Regions from separate parts of the Mus musculus genome. Here region 1 is linked to region 2. The links are chromatin contacts, called in public HiChIP or PLAC-seq maps. All regions are on one chromosome and are shown on one strand. Each heading gives the region's core, a stretch centred on a gene start, on an enhancer-like site or on the middle of the called end of the contact. The rest is flanking DNA. Distances are from core to core; before and after follow the strand shown. Region 1 has its middle 34 kb from the start of B4galt5. Region 2 holds the start of Znfx1 (zinc finger, NFX1-type containing 1).

What was found. HiChIP or PLAC-seq counts read pairs in DNA pulled down with a chosen protein or histone mark.
Region 1: an H3K27ac HiChIP or PLAC-seq map of bone marrow-derived dendritic cells shows a contact between it and region 2, with 2.9 times the contacts expected there. The contact joins the enhancer-like site here to the promoter of Znfx1 in region 2. A contact is called at or near these places in 8 of 39 promoter capture datasets (the 3T3-L1 cell line, the C10 cell line, the HPC-7 cell line and 4 more), 11 of 115 datasets of contacts at active chromatin or transcription factors (the 230-238 cell line, bone marrow-derived dendritic cells, bone marrow-derived macrophages and 6 more) and 3 of 9 other capture datasets (adipose tissue, macrophages and pancreatic islet).

Annotation. Positions count from the first base shown.
Region 1 is chr2:167,381,911-167,385,397 of GRCm38.p6, reverse strand. No RefSeq gene overlaps it. Among named protein-coding and RNA genes, the nearest start is that of B4galt5, 34 kb to the right of the region's middle. Within about 2 kb of position 1,652, at least 106 of the 459 cell types and tissues checked have an H3K27ac peak or open chromatin away from gene starts, as enhancers often do. A contact at or near this core is called in the 230-238 cell line, bone marrow-derived dendritic cells, bone marrow-derived macrophages and 3 more, where this site is marked.
Region 2 is chr2:167,061,545-167,065,020 of GRCm38.p6, reverse strand. Znfx1 (zinc finger, NFX1-type containing 1) reads left to right here and starts at 2,006. Exons shown (of 14, transcript NM_001033196.2): 1 at 2,006-2,511. Zfas1 (zinc finger, NFX1-type containing 1, antisense RNA 1) reads right to left here and starts at 2,087. Exons shown (of 5, transcript NR_138563.1): 1 at 1,724-2,087; 2 at 1,294-1,385. LOC115486178 (a small nucleolar RNA gene) reads right to left here and starts at 1,548; the gene lies at 1,456-1,548. Gm23201 (a small nucleolar RNA gene) reads right to left here and starts at 23; the gene lies at 1-23.

The DNA.
Region 1 (3,487 bases), core at 403-2,902, 320 kb before region 2:
ACTTCACACATTGCGGAATTCACTTCACACACCGTTACTTACACCTTGCTAATAACAATCAAGGAGTGGGCTGTGGCTCCGTGGCAAAACATATGTTTACTATGCCCAAGACCCTGGGTTCAAGACCCACCGTGTAAAAAGAAAAACAAAATAAAAACCAAAAAAATAGCTGGGTGTGGTGGCACATGCCTTTAATCCCAGCACTGGGGAGGCAGAGGCAGGTGGATTTCTGAGTTCGAGGCCAGCCTGGTCTACAGAGTGAGTTCCAGGACATCCAGGGCTACACAGAGAAACCCTGTCTCAAAAAGCAAAACAAAACAAACCAGAAAAAAAAACAAAAAAATGTGGTGATGCTGCTGATGGTGGTGATGATGATGGTGATGATAGTGGTGGTGATGATGATGGTGGTGGGGTAATGGTAATAATTTTGTGGAGAAGTAATAAGGAAGACACCAGACATCAACCTCTAGCCCCCCCACACACACACCTCACTTATCAACCAAAGCGCAGTATTGACTATATTAATGCATGCTGACCATACAGAAGTCTATAGATGAGCTGCTTTTATTCAGGCAGGGGGAGGGGCACGTGTGGCAAAATCCTCATGGACACTGAAGCCACAGACACCACTCTGCCCTCTCGTCCGTTTTGCTGACCCCGCGCGGCACTAAGGGAGCAAACCCCAGAGGAGAATGATCTTAAGAACAGCCTGGGACTCCAGGAGTCGGTCTGTACCCAAGATGGTCCCTAAGTCACCCCTAGAACAGGACCACGGGCAATGTATGCAGTATGTTATGTAGGTATGTGTAGTACAGCAGGCCACCTGCTCATGAGGAGGAGCGGCCTCCTACGGAGATGGTGCTAGACAGATCCCAAACATCAGCATGCTATTTGACAATGGTGCTCGTTTTCAATCTTATTGTGAGCCAGGCTGTAGTAGCACCCACCTTCAATCCTAGCACTGGGGATGCAGAGAGAGGCCAGCCTGCTCTACAGAGCAAAGTCCAGGACAGCCAGGGCTATACAGAGAGACCCTGTCTGGAAAAACGGGGGAAAAAAAAACTTATAACTTGTGGCCTGATGTGGATTGCACCTGTCCTGGCACTCGGGAGGCAGAGGCGGGTGGGTCTCCGTAAGTCTGAGGTTAGCTGGGTCTATACAGTGAATTCCCAGCAAGGTAGGACGGTGTAGTTAGAGACTTGGTCACAAACTAAATTAAGCTCAAGAACTGTTTATTTCCGGGATTTTCCGTCTGATATCGTTGGATGACGGTTGGCTACTAGGAGCTGTGACTACAGAAAACAGACCAAGCTGAAGAGCCTGGGTTGTACTAGAAAATGAAGCAAGTCACTTTGCCCCTCCTAAGAATCACGTGTCGGATGGATGAATGAATTATGCTACACCTATAAATAGCTGTGAATGAATGATTAAGAGACTACGGGGCAGAGCGTTCAAGGTGACCCCACCTAGAAGGCCAATAACTTTCCCCGGAAACCAGGGCCACGCGCCAAGGTTTTAAATCTTCCCAGAACGGGTCCCTTATCTGATGCCTTTTCCTCCCCAGGGACCTTGGGGAATGACTCATGGGGCTTTTGCTGAACAGCAGGTCAGATATGACCAGAAGGTTCGCTCCTGCTACCAAAGTCGACGTGCTCTGGAGACGTTAGTAGACAGCGGCTGCCCACTGGTTCCTGCTGGCTGGTGGCCTGTGGTTGCCATGACCTAATGTATGATATCATTTCTTTTGCTAAATTTGTATGGAGTTAGCTGGTCTTCTAGTTCCTTCGGGTGCTAGGCGACTTTATATTTTAGACAGGGTCTTACTGTGTAGCTCTGGCTGACAGGAACTCGCTGTGTATTGCAGGCTGGCCTTGAACTTTCAGCCTTCTGAGTGCTAGCATTAAAGCATCTTCATTTTCTTCTCCCTCCTGCCTTCTTTCATCCCCCCCCCCACCCCCGCTAACATGGTCGTTTCCCCCTCCTGCCGTCTTTCATTCCCCGCCCCCCTTGCTAACATGATCGTTTCCATCTATAAACATCTTGGGGGAGATGACAGTGAGTTTAGGATGTTGGCTAGAACACAGAGGTCCACCGGCCTGTAGCTAGAGAAGAGGCTGTGCTGAGATGAAGAAGAGATAGCAGCTCTTGGTGGCTCTTGTCGTAGACTACGTACCCAGAATTCAACTTCCCTTCTGAGGTGAGGGCTAAGAGCCATCTGTTTTCTTCTGTCCCCGGGCCTGTCTCCCCTACTTGCTCATGAAGCTGTGGGTTTTTCAGTCTCTGAATTGGGGAGTGATTCTGCCTCACCTTTAGCTTCTTCTGTTGTTTTGGAAACTCCTAGCAGCCAGGAGAGGGAGGACGGTGTGAAGTGATCCCTAGACAGACACACGGCCTTCTACTTTCTCAGCTCCCGGGTCTTTGGGAAGAATGAGAAGTCCTCCTTCCCCAGGTTTGAGGAGAGGGAGGCTGTGCTCTGGAAGGAGAGAGCAGCCCTTTATTTTGCTCCCCCTCCCCTACTCTTAGGTAGAATTCACAGCCATCCTTGCTGCCACTTTAAACTTAAATGTTAATGGACAGGGGGTTGGAAGGGCATGCTTCAAAAGTTAGAGTCTCAGCACCAGCCTGATGGCTCACACAGCCATAAGCTTTGGGGACAGGACTTAGGCCTATCTATCTATCTATCTATCTATCTATCTATCTATCTATCTATCTTTGCTCCTGCGTGCATGTGGCATGTGCATGCATATGTGCACGTGGCGTGTGTGTACATCTGTGTGGGTGCATGCTTGTTTGTGTAAGTGCATCTGACCACTTCTGAGCACGGCCAGAGGAGGAAATGGGGTGTCCTGCACTGTCACTCTTTCGAAACAGTCTCTCACTGAACCTGGGCCTAGGCTGGCAGCCACTAAGTCCCCAGAATCCCCCTGTCTCTGCTCTGCCCAGAACTGAGGTCATGGCCATTGCCAGCTTTTGAATTGTGTGCTGGGAATTTGAACTCAGGTATACGCGCTTGCACAGCCAGGGTCTTCCCCACTGAGCTGGCTCCCTAGCTTCCACTCCCTCCCCTTCTCCCTTTCTGTCTCTTTTCTTTCCGTAGAGATAAGGTCTTGTTACGTAGCCCAGGCTAGCCTGAATGCTAGCTCTCCCTGTGCCTTCCTCCTAAGTGCCAGATGACAGGTATGCTTCACAACACAGGCTATGGGCATTTGTTTTATAAATCTGCTTCCCCAGAGTTGAAAACTCAGATAAAGTAGATGAGGTAGAAGCTATCTTTGGGCAACAGAGTGCAAATGCGCTACCCTGCCCAATTTAGGAGGTATTATTGTTTTTAAGGAAAAATAATGTCCCTTACATCTAAAACAAGACACATCTTTTACGGGGCCAGGTATGCACTGGCTTATACAAGGAAGTGTGGGTGCCTCTGGAAAGCCCGTGCATACATGGCATTTTAACCAGGGACTCAGATTAGCCAAGCCTTCTGTCCGTC
Region 2 (3,476 bases), core at 757-3,256:
GTTGTGTCATCACACATGCCTGTCTGTGGGAGGCTGCTGAGCCTGATCCCAAGGGCTAGGTAGACAGCTACTTAGGACTACATCTCCTTTACAGGAGACAGCTGTAATACCAGTGTCTCCAATTATTAGCTAAAGGAATGGGACTTGCTGAGATAATCACAATCGCCTTGGAAAGTTTCAACATTATGTACCAGGAGGCCTCACGTATGACCTGAGGCGCCCATGACTCCAGCACCAAACCCTAAATGCAACTGTCTCACATATACAACTCTGACTGGCACTGTCCACTTGCAAATGATATGACAATTGTTCAGACATAGCACCCTTCAGTCTCTAGGCTTGCCTCAATTTAAGTCAACTTGCCTGGGCCTACTTTTTTTTTTTTTTTTTAAAGATTTATTTATTTATTATTATATGTAAGTACACTGTAGCTGTCCTCAGACACTCCAGAAGAGGGAGTCAGATCTCGTTAAGGATGGTTGTGAGCCACCATGTGGTTGCTGGGATTTGAACTCTGGACCTTCGGAAGAGCAGTCGGGTGCTCTTACCCACTGAGCCATCTCTCCAGCCCGGGCCTACTTTTTTTAAGAGTAAGATTTATTCATATATTTTATGCACGAGTACACCACCATTGTTCTCTTCAGAGACACCATAAGAGGGCACCAGACCCCATTATAGATGGTTGTGAGCCACCATGTGGTTGCTAGAAATTTAACTCAGGACCCCTCGAAAGAGCCATCAGTGCTCTTAACTGCTAAGCCATTTCTCGGGCCTACTTGATTTAGGGCATATTCACATTTTTATCTGAGTGGGTCAGGGTGGATATCAGAATACAGTAATGGAGGATAGCCATTGTCACATCTTGAAAAGCACTAGCCTGCAAATACTTTAGCAGACATGTTTCATTGCCTTTCTAAATACCACGCATATACAAAAGAAATCTCAACCCGGCTCAGACACTGCACCCACAAACTGCTGAATGCTCCCATATCAACAGCCAAGAAAATGTGTTACAGACTAATCTCAATGGGACCATTTTCTTAATCAGTCCTTTTCTCAGGCAGTTCTACCAGGACACTTTAAATAACAACAGGGCTCTGCATCTCCTGTGTCAGTATGTACAGATACACAATTAAAAGACTTTAGTATACTTTGATAATAAGGCTCAATCCTCGGGGCTTTTAAAACAACGAACCTCAGCAGTAACTCTTGCATCAAATTCCCTATCACTGCCCACTTAAAGGCTCTTCAAAGCACGTGATTGCCACTTTAGGCCACTAGACGAATGCATACCTTAAGACTTTCAGATGGTAGGTGAGTTCTCATCTCCCTCGATGCCCTTCTCTCCCTCCAACCTCCATGCTGTCCTGCTTGGTCAGGTCAACCTACAAAACAAAAGCGTCCATCACCACCTATATCCTCGACCAGGAACAAAGAAGACCAGGGTCCTCGAAGGCTGGTGTTTATCAGGACAAACTGGCAAATGTTTTAAAACATCAGCACTGTCGATATGACGGGGAAAAAAGTGAGTTCATCATTTACACCAGCAAAAAGCTTCCCAGGCCAAAGCAGAAGGCGTCTTTTCCACTTGAATCACGTCTTCGAAGGTCAACCTGGGGATCGCGCTCCATAAGCAACACTTGGAGACTAGGAGCGGTTACAGCGACTAAACTTGATAAGAGGTTAACAAAAAAAAAACTTGTGCTGTGTGGACTCAACTCACCATCTGCAAGTTAACCCCGGAGGGACGAGACATATCGGGAACAAAGCAAACGCTCTAGGAGCCGCCGGAACGAAAGGACGAGAGCGGCGGCGAACCTTCCTTATATAGACCTTGGCGGCGCGTGCGCCTGCGCACTGTGCCCATGGCGCGTCGCTTCCGGGCGCGACCGCTTGGCGTCCTGGGAAATGTAGTCCCCGAGCCGCCCGGCCCCAGCTAGCTAATGGTTGTCCAGCCAGTGTCTAGCCCCTCCCCGTGCTCACTGGGCCTCCGGGGCTTCTCGGCTTCCGCGCCATGTCGCGCTTGGCACGCACGAGCCGCCCGCCGCGTCCCCCTGGCTCCGGGGCCAGCCGAGACCTGCGGCCGCCCGGGGCGCAGTCAACCCGCCCCCCGCCGCGCCCTCCCCTCCGCCGCGCCCGCGGGGAGCCGCCAGTCCAGCCGCCGCCGCTACCGCGGGCGCTGAGGCGACGCCGCCCTTCCGCCCGCCCCGAGGGCGGGGGCGCAGGCGAGCCCGGCCTCTCGCTGGAGCCCGCGGCACCGCCTCCTCGTCCTGCGCGGCCTCCTCTTCCTCCGGGCCGCCCACTAGGCTACTCGCCCCGCCCAGGGGCTGCAGGGACTGGAAACCGAAAGTTCGCGGTGCCGGGCGGGGCCGCGACCTGCCAGGGCCGGGGCTGAGCTCTAGCCCTGCGGAGGACGCGCCCGAGCCGGTGAGTGGCCTCCGCCCTATCACGCACCTGCTTCTGCGGCGCTGCGACCGCCGGCGTCCCGCTCTGCCTCCGGCCGGGTGTCAGGTTAGCCTTGGAGTCCCTATCTGCCCCACTCAGCGCCCCCACCACCCCCGGAGTCCCTGTCCCCTTCCCTCAGTTCTCCTATAGTCCCCAGAGTCCATGTCCCCTTCCCTTAGTTTTCCTATAGCCTCCAGAGTCCCTGTCCCTTTCCCTCAGTTTCCCTATACCCCCGGAGTCCCTGTCCCCTTCCCTCAATTATCCTGTAGCCTCCGGAGTCCCTGTCCTCTTCCCTCAATTATCCTGTAGCCTCCGGAGTCCCTGTTCTCTTTCTCTCAGCCCCCCCTATAGTCCCCGAAGTCCCTGTCTGCTTCTTCAGTTTCCCTATAGCCCCCAGAGTCCCTGCCCCTTTCTCTTAGTTTCCCTATAGCCCCCAGAGTCCCTCAGTTCCCCTATCATCTCCGGAGTATTTGGAATCTCCCATCACCCCTAGGATCTTTTTCCACTCCTTACCACCCCCAGAGTCCTGTCCTCCCACCTCCACCGTCACCCTCCATCGTTCCCTGAGTTAAGTCTACCTGGTTATCAGCAGCCCCATTTCCCAGTCCCTGTTTCCTCTCCTCAGCAGCCCCATCACCCCTAAATCCCTGTTCCCTTCCATTAGCCTCACCATCACTCCCCAGAGTCCCTGTCTCCTCTCCTTAGCAGCCCCCATCACCTCCAGAGTCGGTGTCTCCTCCCTCAGTACCCAGCGTATCCTGAGCCGCGGGCACTGCCATTACCTGCTTCGACTCTCTTCAGTTCATCTGTCACCACCCTGATCACACCCCACCTCTAGTGCCCCTTCATCTCAGCACCCAGTCATCCCCTGTGCGTAGTTGTCCTGCCTCTGCTCCCGGTCCCTGGAGCCCCACTCTCTCCATTTCTCACCTATTGCTATACCCACTTGTTCCACAACCACCCTGGGCTCCCCATCCCTAGGCCCTGCCCTACCTCTGAGTCCCCCCCAGATCTCTCCTGCTTTCTGTAAC